2 separate regions of the Mus musculus genome follow, and region 1 is linked to region 2. The links are chromatin contacts, called in public HiChIP or PLAC-seq maps. All regions are on one chromosome and are shown on one strand. The core of a region is the stretch at or near the end of the contact, and the rest is flanking DNA. Distances in the headings are between cores, read along the strand shown.

What was found. HiChIP or PLAC-seq counts read pairs in DNA pulled down with a chosen protein or histone mark.
Region 1: an H3K4me3 HiChIP or PLAC-seq map of the SCID.adh cell line shows a contact between it and region 2, with 18 read pairs. The contact joins the enhancer-like site here to the promoter of C530005A16Rik in region 2. A contact is called at or near these places in 7 of 39 promoter capture datasets (the C10 cell line, the HPC-7 cell line, cranial neural crest and 3 more), 1 of 15 datasets of contacts at CTCF or cohesin (the NIH/3T3 cell line), 2 of 484 Hi-C or Micro-C datasets (female germline stem cell-derived STRA8 germ cells and forebrain), 8 of 115 datasets of contacts at active chromatin or transcription factors (CD8 T cells, the SCID.adh cell line, bone marrow-derived macrophages and 1 more) and 3 of 9 other capture datasets (adipose tissue, liver and pancreatic islet).

What each region holds. Positions count from the first base shown.
Region 1 is chr4:116,664,514-116,669,966 of GRCm38.p6, forward strand. No RefSeq gene overlaps it. Among named protein-coding and RNA genes, the nearest start is that of Gm25137, 6.9 kb to the right of the region's middle. Within about 2 kb of position 3,883, at least 102 of the 459 cell types and tissues checked have an H3K27ac peak or open chromatin away from gene starts, as enhancers often do. A contact at or near this core is called in the NIH/3T3 cell line, the SCID.adh cell line, adipose tissue and 2 more, where this site is marked.
Region 2 is chr4:116,594,025-116,599,352 of GRCm38.p6, forward strand. C530005A16Rik (RIKEN cDNA C530005A16 gene) reads right to left here and starts at 3,606. Exons shown (of 3, transcript NR_029450.1): 1 at 1,818-3,606. It overlaps Ccdc17 (coiled-coil domain containing 17), which reads left to right and starts at 2,706. Exons shown (of 13, transcript NM_001037916.3): 1 at 2,706-2,933; 2 at 3,009-3,077; 3 at 3,239-3,344; 4 at 3,414-3,576; 5 at 3,656-3,739; 6 at 3,819-3,937; 7 at 4,150-4,263; 8 at 4,476-4,603; 9 at 4,707-4,801; 10 at 4,937-5,140; 11 at 5,265-5,328. The coding sequence starts at 2,763.

The DNA of each region.
Region 1 (5,453 bases), core at 2,633-5,132, 71 kb after region 2:
TATTTATTGAATGTACATGAGTAGCCCTGTAGCTGTCTTCAGACATACTTGAAGAGGGCATCAGATCCCATTACACATGGTTGTGAGCCACCATATGATTGCTGGGAATTGAACTCAGGACCTCTGGAAGAGCAGCCAGTGCTCTTAATCACTAAGCCATCTATCTCTTCAGCCCCCACCTTATTATTTTTGAGACAGTCTTTCACTAGATTTGGAGCTGACTGGCTGTCCAGGAACCTTCATAAATACTTTTTTCTTCACTTTATAGACCAAAATGGCTTTGAACTCACAGAGATCTGCCTGACAGCCACTGTCTCCCAAGTTATGGGATTTAAGGCACTTATCACCAAACCTGGTCCCAATTTGTTTTACTGAGATAAGGTCTCACATAGCTGAGGCTGGCATGGAACTTCAGGCTTTTTTGCCTCTACATCCCAAGTTCTAGAATTAGAAGCTTGCATCGCTGTTAGAAATATAGAAATGAGTATGGAACTGGGAGGAAGTCCTGCAGATGGCACAAGCCACTTTCCTGTTTACACAGCCTGGAAAACTGTTGTAAAACCGGCCTTCATGACAAAGACACAGTTTAGAAAAACAACAAAATGTCTTACTTCTGGAATTACAAATTTTATTAACAGAGAGCTAGCCATGAGGTCAGTCATGGGACCTAGAGTGGTTTCAAAATCAAGTTAGATACAAAGTCATTAAGAAAACTGTAGCTAGCTGGGCGGTGGTGGCACAGGCCTTTAATCTCAGCACTTGGGAGGCAGAGGCAGGCGAATTTCTGAGTTTGAGGCCAGCCTGGTCTACAGAGTGAGTTCCAGGACAGCCAGAGCTATACAGAGAAACCCTGTCTCCAAAAAAAACAAAAAAACAAAAAAAAACAAAAAACAACCAACCAACAAACAAGCCCCCCCCCCCAAAAGAAAAGAAAACTGTAGCTGTACCTCTGAAGCGGTGTCTCCGGACTGTGAGACTACTCCTTTGTGGTTAATGTCCTTGGGGTTGCAAACTTGCTGCTCTTACAGAGGACCCAGGTTCAAATCCCAGTTTCCACATGGCAGCTCACAACTGTCTGTAACTCAGGTACCAGGGCATCCCCACATGTGCACTAAAGGGGCTACAAAAGGCTCCTTGGCTTTACTACATTGTGATCTTCCTCCCAGTCCTCCCTTCGTGAGCTACCTAGAGGATCATGAAGTAAAATGAAGAAAGATCTAGGCCCAGCAATGGTGGTACATGTCTTTAGTCCTAGCACTTGGGAGGCAGAGGCAGTTGGATTTCTGAGTTCAAGCGTAGCCTGGTCTACAAAATAAGTTTCCAGGATAGCCAGGGCTACACAGAGAAACCCCATCTTGAAAAATCAGAGACAAAGAGACAGAAACAGAGCAGATTCAGTCCTCTGTGATTTAGGAGGAAAAAATTCAATTATTAACCCATAAATATGTCACCTACATCATAAATATTCACTTTTTAAAAAGCCACAATCCAGCCGGGCGTGGTGGTGCACAACTTTAATCCCAGCACTCGGGAGGCAGAGGCAGGCAGATTTCTGAGTTCGAGGCCAGCCTGGTCTACAAAGTGAGCTCCAGGACAGCCAGGGCTATGCAGAGAAACCCTGTCTCAAAAAACAAAACAAAACAACAACAACAACAAAAAAAAAAGCCACAATCCGGCATCCATTGTGCTGCCAGCCCTAATTTAGGGAAGCCCACTCCCTCTCTCTGGAATGCTTGCTTGGATTTGCTGCCTGCATCTCCCAACTGAATTCTTTCCAGGAGACAAGAACTGAGAGAGCCCTGTAACACCACCATGCCAAGTCTGAAAAGTTCCTCCCTCTCCCCCATAAAGAAATTTTTTTTAAAGATTTATTTATTTTTATTATATATAAGTACACTGTAGCTGTCTTCAGACACTCCAGAAGAGGGAGTCAGATCTCATTATGGATGGTTGTGAGCCACCATGTGGTTGCTGGGATTTGAACTTCGGACCTTCGGAAGAGCAGTCGGGTGCTCTTACCCACTGAGCCATCTCACCAGCCCAAGAAATTTTTTTTTAATTTAATTTTATTTTTATTAGGTATTTTCCTCGTTTACATTAAGAAATTTTTTTAAAAAGTGTTATTTGTCTATACTATGTGTGTGTGCACGTGGGTGTGGGTGTGCATGAGCACAAGCATCCTGGAGGCAGAGGAGGATGTCGGACCCACTGGAGCTGGAGGAACAGGGGAGTAGGTTGTTCAGAGATAGTAGTCAGGGAGGAGTGGAACAAAGCAGTGTCTCCTCCTGGAAGGAAGCAGCACACCCACAGCAGCTGTCAGCTGTGACCGTCAGCATAAGATTGAGTCACTCTAGTGTGAAGAGACTTGTAAGCACCACTCCAAACTGAAGAACTATTGACAGTTGATGGTTTTTGGAAAAGGAGTGTCAGCTTTTTTAAAGGGTGTATTTTCATACATTTAACACATGGTAGTAGATGGTCTTATGACCATAAGCACATGGGCAGCACGAATTGAGCTCAATGGGTGATTAAAAAAAAAGGGGGGGGGTTGGCAGCTGACAATCGTTTGTAACTCCAGTGTCAGAGGATCTAATGCTCTCTGCTGAGGGCACTACTCATATGTGATGCACAGACAGACATTCAGACAGAACACATATTTACATAAAATGAATGAATTCAGAAAAATACAGGAAGCAGACATAGAAGGATCGATGCAATTTAGAGACCACCCTGGGTTAATCTTAAAATCCTGTCTCCAAAACACAAAATAAATATATTAAATAATAAAAATAAAAATAAATTAAGTAGGGGCTGGAAGATTACTCAGCAGTTAAGAGCACTGACTACTCTACCAGAGGTCCTAAGTTCAATTTCCAGCAACCACATGGTGGCTTACAACCATCTATAATGGAATCTGATGCCTTCTTCTGGTGTGTCAGAAGACAGATACAGTGTACTCATATTTTAAAAGAAAGAAAGAAAGAAAGAAGAGGGGCTGGTGAGATGGCTCAGCAGGTAAGAGCACCCGACTGCTCTTCCAAAGGTCCTGAGTTCAAATCCCAGCAACCACATGGTGGCTCACAACCATCCGTAATGAGATCTGACTCCCTCTTCTGGTGTGTCTGAAGACAGCTACAGTGTACTTACATATAATAAATAAATCTTTTTTAAAAAAGAAGAAGAAAGAAGAAAGAAAGAAAAAAGCAGGGCATGGTGTCCCACGCTTTTAATCCCAGCACTTGGGAGGCAGAGGCAGGTGAATTTCTGAGTTCAAGACTAGCCTGGTCTACAGAGTGAGTTCCAGGACAGCCAGGTCTACACAGAGAAACCCTGTCTCGAAAAACCAAAACAAAAAACAAAACAAACAAACAAACAAAAAAACCAAAGGGGAAAAAAGAAAGAGAACAAAAAAAAGAAAAAGAAATTTGAAAAAAAAAAAACCCCTTCACTTTTTGGAGATATTTTGGGACCAAGGGAAAGAGTCCAGAACACTAGTGGGAACTAAGTATAGTAGTTATTACTTATTGTTATTGAGTAGATTCCTGCAGAGGCGTCTGGGGTAGAATTGTCACTTCCCCTCTCCCACTCTATCCCTTGAAAGTGCAACTTAGCCCAACAATGCAGGACTCTAGAGCTAGGTTGCACCCTCCCCTCCTCTACATGAATGCACACATGTGGGCAGGCACGTGTGCTCACACATGTAAACATTCACACACCTGTGTGTGGAGTGCCAGCTGAGGGCATAGAAGATATACCAGGGCAGGACTCAGACAGGAAGATCAGTGCTGAAGTGAGGTCGTGGAAAGAAGACTACAGCCAGCTAAAATCACTGGTCTGTGGTTGGAAGGTGGGAAGGAGTGAGAGGGAGTCATATGAGCAGAGCTGGCAAGGCAAAGGGGAAAAAAATGCAGAAGGAAGCAGTCAGCCTGAGTCATGTGGCAGTACTGATTTCTTCTGTTAACTTCATTTCCTGAATTTACAGACTTCTATTGCGAATGTCACCCACAAAGGGTGCTCTGTTAGAAGTGGGTAGAAGTGATTGAGTTAGTTGGACAATATGGCCCCTGGCCATAATTTCAAGAGCATTATAAATTCAAGGCAAGCATGGGATAAATAGAAAGATCCTATCTTTTAAAAGAAATGCTGGAGTCAGGCCTGGAGCCAGGCATGGTAGTGCACTCTGGAGGCAGAGGCAGGCATACCTCCTTGAGTTCGAGGCCAGCCTGATCTACAGAGTGAGTCCAGGACAGCCACAGCTCTGTTACACAGAGAAAACAAACAAACAAACAAACCAACAAACAACAACCACAAAAATCTAAAAACAAAACCTGAGTTTGATCCTCAGTACCATATATATAAAAGCATGATTTACTCATGCAGGTGACAGATATTTAATGATAACTGCCATGTGAAAGGATAAACAGGTGCCACTCAGGGAGTTTAAGGAAGCCGGGGAGCAGCAGCAATCTAGGCTGAAGGACTAACATATGCCAACTGTGAAAGAGTAAGCAGGGTCCTACATTCCAGCACATTCTACACCTGTTTGAATAAGGCAGGGCTGTAGCTTGGTTGCCAGACTGCAGCCTAGCATATGTGAAGCCCTGGGTTCAAACTTGGTACTGAATAATCTTGGATATGTTCAGTGATATATCCCTATAAAGACCAATGTTACCCTTTACTTCATAGTAAGGTCCAACCGAGCCTGGAGTACAGGAGATTATGTTGTAAAAGAAGGAAGGAGAGAGAGAGAGAGAGAGAGAGAGGGAGGGAGGGAGGGAGGGAGGGAGGGAGAGAGAGAGAGAGAGAGAGAGAGAGAGAGAGAGAGAGAGAGAGAGAGAGAGAAGGGGAAAGGAGGACTGGAGAGATGTCTTAGTGATTGTTCTTCCAGAAGATCCAAGTTCAATTCTCAGTACCCATATGGGGGTTAAGACCCACCTATAACTCCATTCCAGAGTATTAGATGCCCTCTTCTGGCCTTCAGGGGCAATGCATGCATGCACAAGGTATGCAGGCATACACGTAGGCAAAATAAACACCAATATGAATAAAACAAAAATAAATAAATCTTTTAACACAGAGAACATAGCCCTGGAAGGTGGTGGCACATGCTTTTAATCTCAGCACTCAGGAGGCAGAGGCAGGTGGATTTCTGAGTTCGAGGCCAGCCTGGTCTACAGAGTGAGTTCCAGGACAGCCAGGGCTACACAGAGAAACCCTGTCTCGAAAAACCAAACCAAACCAAACCAAACCAAACCAAACCAAACCAAACCAAACAAAACAAAACAAAAAGCAAAAAAAAAAAAAAAAACAAAAAACAAAAAACAAAAAAACAAAAACATTTACCAACCATACAAACAAAAAACCCACAGGTAACTAGCACATGATTCTCTCTGAAGACACAAGACTTTAGGAAAAAAATTAAGTAAATCCAATAAAAAAATAAAGGAGAGATT
Region 2 (5,328 bases), core at 2,356-4,855:
GATTGCCAGAGGAGGCCAAAGGGGGACTTCTGCTCCTCTGGAAGAACAGCTCTGAACTGCTGCTGAGCCAAGTGTCCAGCCACCAATATGAATATTTTAAAGAAGGCCTGACAAGTGCTTCCTACTTAATTAAATGGGTGCATGGGGGTGATTGAATGAAGTAAGACGACAGTGGAGATGGAGGAATGAGAATGACTCCGTGTAGGGTTAGCACTTGCCCACTAAGTGTTTACATCTTCCATACCTAGAAACACATGGTGATGGAAGTTGAGAAATGGTTTCCACAATTTGTTCTCCGAGTTGTATATGTGAACTTGATATGCACATATACATACAAAATGAATGAAGAGCTGGAGAGATGGCTTAGTGGGTTAGGAGCGCTTGTGGCTTTTGCAGTTTTTATGGTTGTGGTTCCACATTTTAGGGCCACCAAGATGGCTCAGTGAACTTAAGTTTATGTCACCAAGTTTGAGGATTTCGGTTTGATTCTTGGGATCCACATGATGAAAGTAGACAAATGACTCCCTTGACATGATACTTTACCTGGCCTACCTGTGCTAACACAAATACATGCACAGGCTAAATGTTAAGATATGTTAAGGAAATTGGCAGCTGGAGGTCATAGTTCATTGGCAGAACATTTACTTGCATTGCATGGCCAAGGCCCTCGATTTACTACCTGAAACCACCACAAAAGGTAACACTTTCAGTATAATGCTCATGTAGCCCATTTTTCTAAATCTGCTGGAATTGGAAGGATGGCCCCATGGAGCACTCAACTAGCTGCTCTTTCAGTTGGCTACGGTTCAAAATGCAACTAGCAATCATAACCTAAGCCACCCCAATTCTAACCTCATTGGGAACTGAATGCGTTGGTATACGTGCAGGCAAAATACCCATACACTAAAAAAGAAAAAGCATCTTTTAAATCTATGAAGTAACAGTTTATTAAGGCAGTGGAGAGAATGCTCGCCTTTTATATAATGTTTCAGAGCACATAAACATCGTGTAACTTGCTCCTCTTTGGATGTTTGGAGAGAACTACCTTAACAGCTCTGTCTTACTGAGGAAAGGCTGCTTCAGAAATGAGGTGCATGGATCTGTGTAGACGAATTTTAATCAGGGAACATGTTTGCTCTTGAAAAGGATCACATCCAAAAGATAGATGTCTGTATGACCTCGCTGGATACAGACATGCCCTTAGTGTGATGAATCAGAAATATCTGACCAAATGAGTCAGAGAGATCAGCTCAGGAGCGAGGATTAAAAAGAAAAAAGGCAATTTTCATTGTAGTATGAACTCAGCAAGGTCTGAGGCTGAAGTAGGTTTATTTTTTTTCCCCCAATTTGCTTTTATATCATTTTAATTACATGCAAATAATAAGATCAGTTCTAGGCTGGAGAATAAGCAAGACAATAAAACTCCCAAGCTCACTGTTTCTAAGTGCTTATCAGGATGACCAAGATATCTGAGCCTACTTCCCTGTCCTAGCCCAAAGTAAAATTCTTGCCTTAAGCCTACTACTTTGTTCTAGCCAAATTAGATTCCTGCCTGAGCTTACTTCCTTGTCCTGGCCTAATGTCAAATCCCAGCCAAGTGGCCCCACAAAGCTCTCCACAGATGGGCAAAGCCCAACTCAGGAAAGAAATGCTACTTAAGAGCAGTGCAGGGGGGCTGGTGAGATGGCTCAGTGGGTAAGAGTACCCGACTGCTCTTCCAAAGGTCCAGTGTTCAAGTCCCAGCAACCACATGGTGGCTCACAACCATCCGTGACGCCCTCTTCTGGTGTGTCTGAAGACAGCTACCGTGTACTTACATATAATAAATAAATCTTAAAAAAAAAAAAAAAAAGAGCAGTGCAGGGAAAATCCATCTTGGAGTTAGTTCAGTTGAGTGTAGTTTAGAGGCAGCTTCACCAAGTAGAGCACTTCAATGAGAAGCTAAGAGAAGCCGGTTTGAACCAGTTCAGAGAGGACTTTGAGACAGAACAGCTGAGTTGAGTCAGCCAGCTTTGAGGAAGAGCTAGAGTGAGTTTATTCAATAGTCTCAGAGCCTGAAAACATTTTAGGCATAGATTCGCCTAGGAGATGAGGATGAACGTTGCTTTTACAGATCTGTGTAAAGGTGACGATAACTTGACCAGCAGAAAGAGCTCGTTTAACTCACAAGTAGTATCCATCTGACAAATTGTATTCTCCCCAACGGGTCTCCCAGTTCTCATTACTGGAAAGGTTCAGATCATTCCTGTCCCAGAATGGGAATTAGAAAGACTATTCCATTGTGTGGTGTGTTAATTCTGTAAAAGATGGGTTTATGCAAAGACATACTGCTAATATGAGGTTTACCTTGTGCGGAAATGTTCCCTACAGTGGAGAATTCTAGCTTGAAATCTGTCCATTTTAGAGAACAGCTGTGGTACAGATGACAGTTGCCTATCAGAGGCTAAATAGGCAATGAAGTCAAAGCCGCAGTTAATTAAATACTTGGCCAAACTCACTGTAATTGGTGGAACAAACTGACATTTTCACACCTGGGCCCCACCCAAAGGTGGCCAGGCACATTGCCCAGGCCTGCCTAAGCCTGTACTCGCTGCCCAGGGAGCTAGGGCACCTCCCCAAACATAAACATACATTTGAAGGACCTGGCGATTTAGCAGACTTGGTCTATTCTTTGTCCCTTTTCTCTCTTTTCTGTCCAGTCCGCCTTTTCTCTTTTGTCACATCCTCTGTAGGACGCTGGTGTCTATAAGAGATTCCATTCCATGGCCGATTACTCAGGGGAATCAGGACTTTTATCCTGTGAATCCTGTGATATGGTTTTCCGCTCCTGGGCTCTGTTGGCCACACACACCAAACGATTCTGCATTGGCCGGCTGACTCCGGAGGTAACACTTAAATCACAGCCTTCAGTCGCGATCAAACGAGGCACCAAGGTAAGGGCCGCCAGTGGCCAGGGGTAGGTTTTCCATCAATCATTATTCTTACGTTTTTTGCCTCCCCGCCACCAGATCATGGCACAAGAAAAGAGCCGTGATCAGGAAGCCAGCACATCTGCTCTAAAGAGGCTGACAGAGGAGGTACACACCAATCATGACTACAAACTTCAACTTTACATGTGTAGAGATTTACATGCTGGAAATCACCCAGTACAGAAATAGCGGGTCCGAGTTATTTGCAGGTGCAGTTGCTGTCCCTACAGAAAATAGGTCCCCGAGCGACTGAGGGTCTCACTTCCCAGACTGCAGGGAGCCCTGGGGAGAGGCTGCGAGTCTTGCAGGGAACCCGCGCCAGACGCATGGCAGAAACAGAAGCACAGAGCCGGGCGCTGGAGCGTCGCGGCGAAGGTGAGAGGTAAGGACTCGGCCCTGTCGCTGTGCTCGGACTCACCCTGACTCTGCCCATTTGTCCCTCAGAATTAAAACGGCGCCTCCACAGCGTGGCGGGACCCAAGGGAGGATTACCCCGCCCATTCGACTTGGAGCGCGAGCTCAGAGAACTCAAGGAAGAGGCCAACCGGACCCGGGGAGCACTGCAAACGCTAGGTGCGCATTTCCAGGCGCTCCAGCTTCAGCCTCGGTGAGTTGCCGGCCCAGCTTTGGTAGGAGTGCGGGCGGGGCCTTGGGCTCGGGTCAGTGACATCATCTGCTTGCGCCAGAAAACTGCAGGACACCCATAGGGCAGTGGAATTCTGTTACCTGCCCCTGCGGTTCAACCCGGAAACGCTGGCTGCAGAGATCCGGTGAGGACCCCGGCCCTGGGTGGACAGGATCGGGAGTCTGTTCAGTCTGGGAGATCGCTTTCTGCTGCCTTCTTGCTAGGATCCTACGTGAAGCCTACGTGCACGGTGGAGGCCGGGACCCAGAAGTTCTGGACAAAATATTGCAGCTGCAAGTGGAAGCGTCAGCCCTGGAATTGCAGCGGTCGCAAAACCGCAAGGGTGAACGAAAGGGTCTATCATAGAGGGTTTCTACACTGATGGTCCTAGAGTTGGAAGGAGAAAAGGGCTTGAGGGAGAGCACCACTAGAATGGGAGGCACGTAAGCCCAAGGAAGGAAAACCCATTGCCAGATGACAAATCCAGGCTTGTGCAGAAACCCTTAAAGTTGGATTACTACATAATGCTTGACAGATCACTTTAATTCATCTCAGAAAAACTAAGTGCCGCCTCTGAGGAGGTTCTAACGGTGGAAGCCGAAAACAGGCTCCTGGAGGCAGAAATCCTGGCATTGCAGAAGCAGAAAGTCCTGAGTCTGTCGCCCTGGGGTCAGTGAAAAATACAGCCTCTCCCTAGACAATCCCAGGGAACCCAACTCTGAAGGGGTGAAGGGACCAAGTCGGGAGGATGAAGTCCATGTCTGTAACGTGTTTCTGTCAATACAGCTATCTTTGTATCTTTGGTTTATGAGCCTGTACTCCCTCTGACTTACTCAGTTTGCTGCTTCCTCCAGCTCAAGCCACTTTGTTGTTGTTTCTAGGATCCAGGGATCTCCCCGGACACCTGAGTAGGTGTGATAACTCCCTCCTCCCTCCACTGGTTGCACCCCCAATACCACAACTTACAAGTTCCACAAAAGCCCAGAACTTCCATGGCACTTCAAAGACTGTGAGAAAGACAGCATTCGGGGTTGATGGCTGGCTTGACATGCAGTTTGGGGATCATGGGCAGATTGCAGTTCTGTAGGACTGAACTCTTTTGTCCACAATAGATACTTAATGGAACCATGACAAGAAAAATGGGTCTGGATCTCCACTTCCTCCTACCTGCATCAGATGTTCTAGGTCCAGCACCCTATGATCCTGGGTGAGGCCTGCTCCCTCCTTCACAGCATTTTTGAATGCTGACATTTATGGAGACCCACCAACCGCCATCCAGGCTTAAAGTACTGGCCGGGTGGAGGAATTAGGGGCTCTGTGTACATAGATTTGTATTCTTCAGGGCTGGCCTTGTCATTTTCTATGACTTCCTGCGGGGCCTTGACACTTCTTGGATATGGGTACAGCTAATGACCAGCTTGGCCCGGAATGGACAAGATACAGGAGGGACCACAGCATTACCTCCAGCCCTTTGCTTGCCACAACCTTCAGCTCCTGGACCTATGGGCAACTGTGCTATCCTAGCAAGCAAGCAGCCTGTGCCCAGGTTAGTAGGTATAGGTCATAAAGGCTGCACCTTACTAGGTCTGATCTGTACACTGGGCCCAAGAGCAGCCCTACAACAAACTAGGGACTTCAGCTAAATACTCGAACGTGATTTTGTTTCACAGGCTGCCTCCATCACCACTGGTATCTTTGATCTGTGAACTACAGGCCTGGCATGGAGTTACATGG